Linked DNA regions of Mus musculus: all the other regions are linked to region 3. Evidence: chromatin contacts called from public promoter capture Hi-C data. All regions are on one chromosome and are shown on one strand. Each heading gives the region's core, a stretch centred on a gene start, on an enhancer-like site or on the middle of the called end of the contact. The rest is flanking DNA. Distances are from core to core; before and after follow the strand shown. Region 1 holds the start of 1700120K04Rik (RIKEN cDNA 1700120K04 gene). Region 2 holds the start of Prr14 (proline rich 14). Region 3 holds the start of Sez6l2 (seizure related 6 homolog like 2).

Evidence for each region. Capture Hi-C pulls out chosen DNA fragments and counts their contacts.
Region 1: a promoter capture Hi-C map of liver shows a contact between it and region 3, with 4 times the contacts expected there. The contact joins the promoter of 1700120K04Rik here to the promoter of Sez6l2 in region 3. A contact is called at or near these places in 4 of 39 promoter capture datasets (the C10 cell line, liver and pre-B cells) and 1 of 9 other capture datasets (liver).
Region 2: a promoter capture Hi-C map of pancreatic islet shows a contact between it and region 3. The contact joins the promoter of Prr14 here to the promoter of Sez6l2 in region 3. A contact is called at or near these places in 1 of 39 promoter capture datasets (liver), 1 of 115 datasets of contacts at active chromatin or transcription factors (bone marrow-derived macrophages) and 2 of 9 other capture datasets (liver and pancreatic islet).

The regions. Positions count from the first base shown.
Region 1 is chr7:127,603,061-127,605,760 of GRCm38.p6, forward strand. It overlaps 1700120K04Rik (RIKEN cDNA 1700120K04 gene), which reads right to left and starts at 1,385. Exons shown (of 1, transcript NR_027915.1): 1 at 843-1,385. It overlaps Rnf40 (ring finger protein 40), which reads left to right. Exons shown (of 20, transcript NM_172281.2): 20 at 1-545.
Region 2 is chr7:127,470,215-127,472,914 of GRCm38.p6, forward strand. Prr14 (proline rich 14) reads left to right here and starts at 1,400. Exons shown (of 11, transcript NM_145589.2): 1 at 1,400-1,763; 2 at 1,884-2,052. The coding sequence starts at 1,741.
Region 3 is chr7:126,949,125-126,951,824 of GRCm38.p6, forward strand. Sez6l2 (seizure related 6 homolog like 2) reads left to right here and starts at 1,411. Exons shown (of 18, transcript NM_144926.5): 1 at 1,411-1,992. The coding sequence starts at 1,914. It overlaps Asphd1 (aspartate beta-hydroxylase domain containing 1), which reads right to left and starts at 35. Exons shown (of 3, transcript NM_001347657.2): 1 at 1-35. The coding sequence starts at 5.

The DNA.
Region 1 (2,700 bases), core at 135-2,634, 650 kb after region 3:
CCAGGCCTGGGCAGGGATTTGGCCTTCCAGTGGAGTTTCCTGTACCCTGGTGTAGCTTTTGTGTTGAAGACACTCTTGGGTGTGCACCCTATTCAGGTCAGGGACACTGCCACCTCATGGTCTGATTCAGGGGCATTTTTTTTTTTAGCCAGACTCTTTCCAATCTCCTCCTTTCCTCCCAAGTCCACTTTACCCTTTCTCACGCATCCTGGTGGTCCCTTGGGTACCTGGCCCTAGCCCTGCTTTCTTTCATCCTGGTGATCTTAATTGTGGAGGTGCAACTTGCCAGGAGGGAAGAAACAATCTAGCACTTGCAGGCATTCCAGGTAGAAGAGCTTTGCCCGTGCTCCAGCTAGCCTACACTGATCCTGCCTAAGCAGGGTCCTGAACGCCGGAGACAGGGTCTGCTGGAGCTGGGAGACGGCGCTGCAGATAGATGGCTACAGGAGCTTTTGGACTCACAGCCTCTGCTCTAGAGGTGTTGTGTATGGGCTGCTAATTGTTATGAATAAAATACCCAACCCTAGGCTGCAGAGAAGCCCGTCCATTTGGTCTAACCTGAGTCTCTGCGCTACACCTCACAAGCACTTCCCTGGCATGGTTGGAAGCTGGACACATTTGAGAAACCAGCCCAGCCCACCCTACAACCACTTGGGTTAGCAGCAATATATCTACAGACATGTTTACAAAGGGCCCCACCCCGCCGCCTCCACAATGGAAAAGTTGTTGATTATGGGTTGGCATTGGCCGAATGGATAACAGCCTTTGTGGGTTGCATACTGGGATATGTAGTCCTTTACCTCTAAGGGCCAAGTTTACCTGTTGTGACCACATTTCAGTCTTATTTGTAGGCTTTTTATCCACCCGTACTCTGCGAACACAGACCATGAACAACTCAGCAGGGTGGGTTTTCATTGTAGCTTGGGCCATTAGCTGGACCCTTGGAAACAGTTTGCTCAAACATGGAGGGCTGTCTCTGGGTTCAGAGTGGTGTTGGTGGCTCTCCCGGTGGCGCTTTTACGGATTAGCTACGTGGCCTGCGCTAAGCGAAGGTGAGGTGGGTGTGGGAACAGCAGTCATAGCCATGGTTGTGGCCTCGGGCTTAGCCACAGTAGTACCTTCTCTAGGCTCTTCAGCCTTCTCCGCAGACTTGCCTTCGTGAGGACTCCGGGCCCCTTCTGCTATCTGACTGCGCCTAGTTTCTGTGACGCCGCAGTGGCTGAACCAAGTGGGACTGGAGACTGAGATGCGAGCTACGGTGACCTCCGGTGTGGAGCTGGCAGTGACTGGGACGCTCGCAGAAGCACGAGTAGCTGCAGGGGAAGCACGAGTAGCCATAGGAGATGACATTGGGCCACCATGAAAGCCACCCCGGCTAGAATGCTGGGGGTGGGGGGAGTGGGGGAAAGCAGGATATTGCATCATAGAGACTAGACAGAGCTAGAACTGAGCTAGTAGTCTTAGGAGGCCTGTGCACTGGGGCATCAGTCAGTTCTCTGTCCAACATAATCCTCCTAAGTAATGGACCCCATTCCTTTAGAGGTGAGTCCTCAAATGGATGGGTTGGGAGTACTCAGAGCTCCATGTGGGCAGTAAGGCCTAACAGTAACACAAAGCAGACCTTTTCCCTCATGTTAAGCTCAAGCTGAATGGGCTAAAAGTCCCAGGATCCTCGTGCCTGGAGTGTGCAGTCTTTGCAGAGCCATGAAAACAAGCCATTGGTCTGTCACTGGTGCAAATTTGTGTGCTTTCTTCTCTCAAGTCAGAGATCGATCGATTGATCGATTGCAGAACCCTCCCCTGGCCACCACCGAGCAGGATGTGTTCCTGTTTGAGCTGGAGCTAGGGCAACTGCCTCTGAGCGCACTGATGGGGACTTCTCTCAGAACTTACCCCAGGCCCTAGCTGCTACATTCCTCGGCTTGAATCGTGCTGTCTTCTGATCTCTTCCTTCAACTGTAACCACGCTCCCCTTTGCACTTTGCCTTTCTCTGAGGTCCATCCAGAGACAACGGAACAGTAAAGCTATACCTACAGTTCCCTCCCAAGCTCCAGGCCTGAAAACCACTGTTTAAGGAGGGCAAGAGATGGTGCCACTCTCTCTCAGCACTCCTTAGACTCTGGCCTGTGTTCTGTGACTGCACCTCCATCGGTCCCTTATTCGATAACGAAGTGGTCCTCAGCCTTCCAAAATGTTACAACCCTTTAATATAGTTCCTCGTGCTATGGTGACCCTAACCATAAAATTATTTTGTTGTTATTTCATAACTTATTTTGTTAATGTTATGTGTTTTCTTAGGGTATTAGGCAGTCCCTATTAAGTTTGTCTGGCCTGCTCTAAGCCAACCCCAACTATTTGATAATCTATCCCCACCCCACTCCTGACTTCTATATAGAGGATCCCTTATTTTTTATTTTTTTGAGACACGGTTTCTCTGTGTAGCCCTGGCTGTTCTGGAACTCACTCTGTAGTTCAGGCTACCCTCAAACTCAGATATCCACCTGCCTCTGCCTCCCAAGTGCTGGGATTAAAGGTGTGCACTGCCACTGCCTGGCGGGGATCCCTTATTCTTGAGACCCCGTCCTCTGTAGTTACTTCCAAGTGTCATCCAGCCTACTATAGGAGTCATGACCTCTGGCCTTTAAATCAGGTATTGCTCTGGTCCTCCTCTTATTGGAGTCCTTAGTGTTCCCAGGGCT
Region 2 (2,700 bases), core at 150-2,649, 520 kb after region 3:
CCAGTAAATGACCACTTCTTCCCCACCAGTAGTCCAGCTCCTAACAAAAGGTCCTTTGGAGCAGGCTCTCCAGCATTAGGATCGACTGCTTATCTCTTATTCCAAAAGACTACCTGACACCCTGCAGAGGACAGGCTCCTCTTCCAAGAGTTACTTCTGCCAGCCCAGAACAGGAAGGACAATGAACCGGCTCCACCAAGCAACCCCAGGTTGGTTATATTAGTCGCCTTCTGAGTGGCCTGCAGACACTACCTAGGAAGAAAGGAGGGGGGGGGGGGAGGAGAGAGAGAAATGCTAGTGAATGAAGCTCACCGCACCCAGCCTTCTCCCCACTTAGGCTGTTCCTGGTCTCTCCAGAAACTGAATTGGAAGCTAGAGGCCACATCAGGCCTACTCTTTAACTTGGGATCTTCAGGTTTTCCGTCCCGCCGTCCCGACTTCCGGAACTTCAATCCTAAGGAACTTAAACCTAAGAAAATGGGAAATTCCCAAATCCTTAACATTTAATCGATATTCACCGGCGTTAAGAACAAGAAAAATTACGTTAGGTGGAGAAACTTTAGCTTTCCTACACTTGTCCAAATATAACAAGAAACGTGATATAGTAGTTGGTCGCTGACCAGCCTTTGAAAAATGACGCTTTTCGGTCGACTAGTGCTAAAATCAGACTGCCCTCAATTAAAATGGCGGTGCAGGCACAATTGAGCTTCTTTGCCCCTACGTATTATGGCGGGCAGGAGATTTCACGCAGTTTCTCCTAACCCCGGAAGACCGGAACCGGCAATTGGGCGGTGCTTAAGACACACAGAAGAAGGCCTCTGACGGTTGGACAGCGCTGCATAAGGCAGGCTTTAAAGAAGCCGGAGGTGGGAGCTGTTTGAAACCCGGATCCTTGGAAAGCTGCGGTGAGAGGCGTAGGGGAGGGGTGGGAGTGGGGGGGACCGGGCTGGAGAGAGGGCCGGGAGGCGGGGGGAGAAGAAAACGTTTGAGCCAACTGGTCCGGGGCGCCCGAGAACGCGGGGCGGGGATCCAAGTAGGGCGGGGGCTTGGGGTGGGATGTTACCGGTGGGCTGGACCTTCTGGGATTGGAGTGAATGGTCTACCGGTTGGTTTGACAGTTTATAACCCAGAATCCGGACTGAGTTCAGTGATGAGTTTAGGCCTCCCCCAAGGGGAACTTCGTTAAGCTGAAGCTCTCAGTGGGAGGAGGCAAGTTGCGCGGCTTCTGATTGGAAGAACCGCGCAGTAGGATTCTTTCCACAGAGATCCAATTTAGGCGATCTGGTAGGAGGGAGGGCTGTTACTAAGTGGAGTAATTCTTTTGGAGCTCTTGCTTGGTGGGGCGAGGACCACAGAGGAATCTAGCGGAAACGGAAGCCTCTCGGGACCGGGATCCCACCGGATCCCAGAGAACCTCAGGGAGGCATCTAACAGGGACAAAGGTCCCAGGAGGCTCGAGCGGTGGGAGAGCTGTAACCTCCGCAATCCAGTCTCGCGGCAGGTGCCAGGCAGGGCCCGAGTGATCAAGGCGGCTGCAGCGGGAAGACCCGGCTCCGAGAGGCCGGCCGGGGGCGCCCTTTGGAGGAAGGGCCTGTGCCCTACCGGGAGCCGCAGGCGGACTATGAAGGGCGGAGTCCCGGGGGAGGAACTGGCCCTCATTCCCCACTCCCCCGCTCCCCAATTTACCCCAGGCCTCAGCCTGGGATACCCCAGGGACTCCCCGGAACCGCCGCTTCCCCCATGGACTTGCCTGGGAACTCCAGGTGAGAGCGTACCCCGCCCGCCTGACTTGAGCTCGGGAGACGGGGATGCTGACGGCTGCACCCGACTACAACAGAGGCAACAACAGGTTCAGGCAACTGTCTTCTACTTTCACCCTCCAGCCCTTTTACACAGCCAAGCCTGTGCCGTCAGCCTCTATCTCGAGCATCATGGGAAGCCAGGAGCCCGAAAAGACCGAGGCTGCAGCCTTTGGGGACCCCTTCATCCCTAGAAAAGGCCTCTCGGAGGGTCCTTGCCGTGGTGTTGGAAGATGTCATGACTACAAACAGGGTGAGCCCTTTAAGTGAAAGACCACTCCCTCTTCCCTATCCTCCATCCCCGCCCTGGCTTAGTACTAAAGTCAGACCAGTTCCACTAAGCCAGCCTTCAAAGCAGCCTCCATAATGCAAGACCATATGGTTTTGGGTAATTCATGTGCCTGTCCAGTCACCCACTCACCCAACCACATCCTACTAAGTATGAAAAACTCTTCTGACTGCCCTGTTATCGCTATCCTTTGCTACTTGGTGGGTTCTTCCATCCTCCCAACCCCCTAACACTAGTTAAGAAAGAAAAAGAATAGAGAGGAAAGAGATCTCCGAATAAAGGCAAGGGAGGGAATGGGGCGATGGTAGGCTACTTTCTGCTGATTAGGGGTGTCGAGTTCCTTGGGGCAGGTTTGATCTTCGCCATCAGGATATCTACTTTCTTCTTGTGAATAATAACAAACATCCAATCAATAACCAACCCATTCCTTGGGGGCCTTAACATGAAAAGTCCCCAGAATTCCAAAAGTCATACAATTGCAGAACCTGTCTGTAGCTGGCAAAATTATGCCCCTGCTGGAGGCAAATCTTAGTAAGTTGCTATGGACAATCTAAAGCAGTCCCATATCCCACACCTGGGAGTAAAACAAAAACATGATATTTTCGTGCTTTT
Region 3 (2,700 bases), core at 161-2,660:
CACATCCCCACTCCTGTTCACTCCTCCTACAGGCCCCCCAACAAACCTTCCCCTCACTTCCCTCTTTCTTTCTCCCCTTCCTTTTCTATTTGTCTCCACTCGGAGATCACTCTTGTTCTCTCTTCCTTCTGTGGTTCCTCTCTCCTTTCCCCTTCCCGCAGTCTCCTCTTCCTTTCCTCTCTCCACCCTCAGTCTCCCAGTCTCAGCTGGTTTCTCCTCCCTCCACTCCAGCCCCCCTTTCCTTATCGACCCCTTCTTTTTCTTCTAGCTTCCCCTGACAACAGCGGTTCCTACTCCACCTGGCCCGCAGCCCCACTCTATAGCGGCTCTTTCTCTTTCCTCTCTCCTTGACCTGTCTTCTCCCTCGAAAGGGTCGGGTCTGTCCTCTCCGATTCCCGACCTCCTACACACCCCTTCTTGGGCGCCCACTCACCCTGACGTCACTCCTTCCCGCAACCCTCTCTGTTTAGCTACCCAGGACCCCTCCCAGAGGCAGCCGCAGCCCAGCCCTGCAAGGGGGGTGGGGGGAGACTTCTCTCTGGATTTGCCGCTCCAGACCCCCTCCCCCAGCCCTGACCGAGCGCCACGTGGGGTACAGGGACACAGTGCCAACCTCTAGCCGCCCCGCAATGCGAAAAGAAGGGCAGGGCAGACTCGGGGGCGGGGCGAGAGCCCTGACCCGCTCGTGAGGCCGGTGCTCTGGAACTGCGAGTCCGGCCGTGGGCCTGCGGGTCCCTGGAGAGGTCGGCCTGTGACTCCCCTTTCCCCTGGCTTGGCTACGCCAGAGCCAGCACAGAGCAAGACGCGGGTTCGCGAAAGCGGCTTCAGCCAATCAGTGGCTTCAAGGCCGCCCGTGCAGGCGGGGCCGGGAGCTGTCCTCGCGCCCAGGTGCTGAAAGGGCACTCGCTTGCTCAGTGGCAGAGCCAGTAGATCACGGGTGGTAGCCGCTAGGCTGCAGGTCTCTGTCAGGTCGCCTGCTAGAGAAGGGAGTCTCAACACATACCCATCAGGCTCCTTACAAACCTGGATACTCCCCATTTTCCTGCGGGAGGGGCGAGCCCATCCCACCTGAGCTTCCATAAAGGGCATAGTGAAGGCCCGCGGGGAGGTCCGGGTGTGGACAGAGGACATACTGGACAGGCCAGGAAGACGTGAACCAAGCTGTGCCTACTCTTGACACCTTAGGAAGACCAGGTGCAGATACCAGATGTTCTGGAATGGCGCCGGGAGGGAACCTAATTACTACTGGGACCAGAGTTTCCTTCCTCTCCCCTAGGGGCCTCGGGAAGTGCAGTCCTGGCTCGGCATCCCTCCTTCCTCCATCTGCACTTCCTCCTCCTCCCTCGTCAGAGAATAAATCCCAGGCCCCTCCTTTCACCCGTCCCCAGGATCTGACGTGGGCTTGACACCTTTCTCAGCTTCTCCCTCCCGCAGCTCCAGTGGCCGAGCTTCAGCTTCCCTGGTTCCGCAACCCTTTCCCTCTTCCTCTCCGAGATAAGCCCCGGTTGAACCTCATAAGGGCCCTCTGGATCCTCAAGCCCACCCTGGACCCTCGGAAGCTGCCTTTCCCCTCCCACTTTCCCCGGCTATCTATCTATCCATCCCGATGGGCCCAAGCTCCCGAACAAGGGGATAACCTTCGGCCCTCTCGGCCCCACCCCCCGCAGCGGGAGCCGCGCCCCCCTTTGCCATAGATCGCAGAGCAAAGGATAAAGATTGAGCAAAAGGGGGCGGACTCCAAGCAACCTCTAGGCCAATTCTGCTTCTCCATCCCAAAGGAAGAAAATTTGCCTTCCTTTGCCGACCCTTAGCAGGAAAGCAAAATTAAAGGAAAAGATAAAAGGACGCAGAGGGAAAGTGACAGCGAGATTATTCAGAAGAGCCACAGAGGAGAGAAATTAGTGTGAGTCGCCATGGGGACTCCCAAGGCCCAGCACCCGCCGCCTTCCCAGCTGCTGCTCCTAATTCTGCTGAGCTGTGCCTGGATTGAGGGTAAGGACATGTGGGGGTGGGCCCTGGGAAGGTTCTCGCGGGTCTTCTACCTTCTTTCTCTGAAGATATTGAGTCTTCCGAGCTTGTGGGGGAGGGGAGGGGCACAGTTGACTGGGAAGGGGCAAGCCAAGGCTCTTTGACTGTTACACGGAGCCCTTGAACTCCTAATTTTAAGGAGATAGAGAAATGAATAAGAAGAGCATTTAGTTGTATCTTAGGGGTTAAAATTCGGGAAGAAGAGCTGAGGGAAGTTGGGTGGATTTCTGCGGAGGCGGTAGAAGCAGGCAGGGTACCTGGGTGGGAGATGGAGGTACTGGGAGAGATGCCAGGCGCTGTACACACAAATGTTCTTGGACATATGGACAAAGGCAGATGAACACAATCAGGGATATTCAATCCCTGACTCTACTCTGATCCCCAACCAGAGTCTAGAGAAGGCACAGAGGCTGCAAAGACTGCAGAGAGAGAGAGAGAGAGAGAGAGAGAGAGAGAGAGAGAGAGAGAGAGAGAGAGAGTCTGCAGAGGCAAAAACCCTGAGAGAAAGCTGGCACTGCGGAAGCAGTCTGGGAGATGCTGTCAGACTCTCCTCAGAGTTTAGGGATCAGGGGAGTATTTCACTGGGGAGGAATAGAAAGCAGTCCCAAAGCACACCCTGCTAGAGCTGTCCAGGGTTAGTACTAATTAAGGTTCTCACTGAAGGCCCAGAGA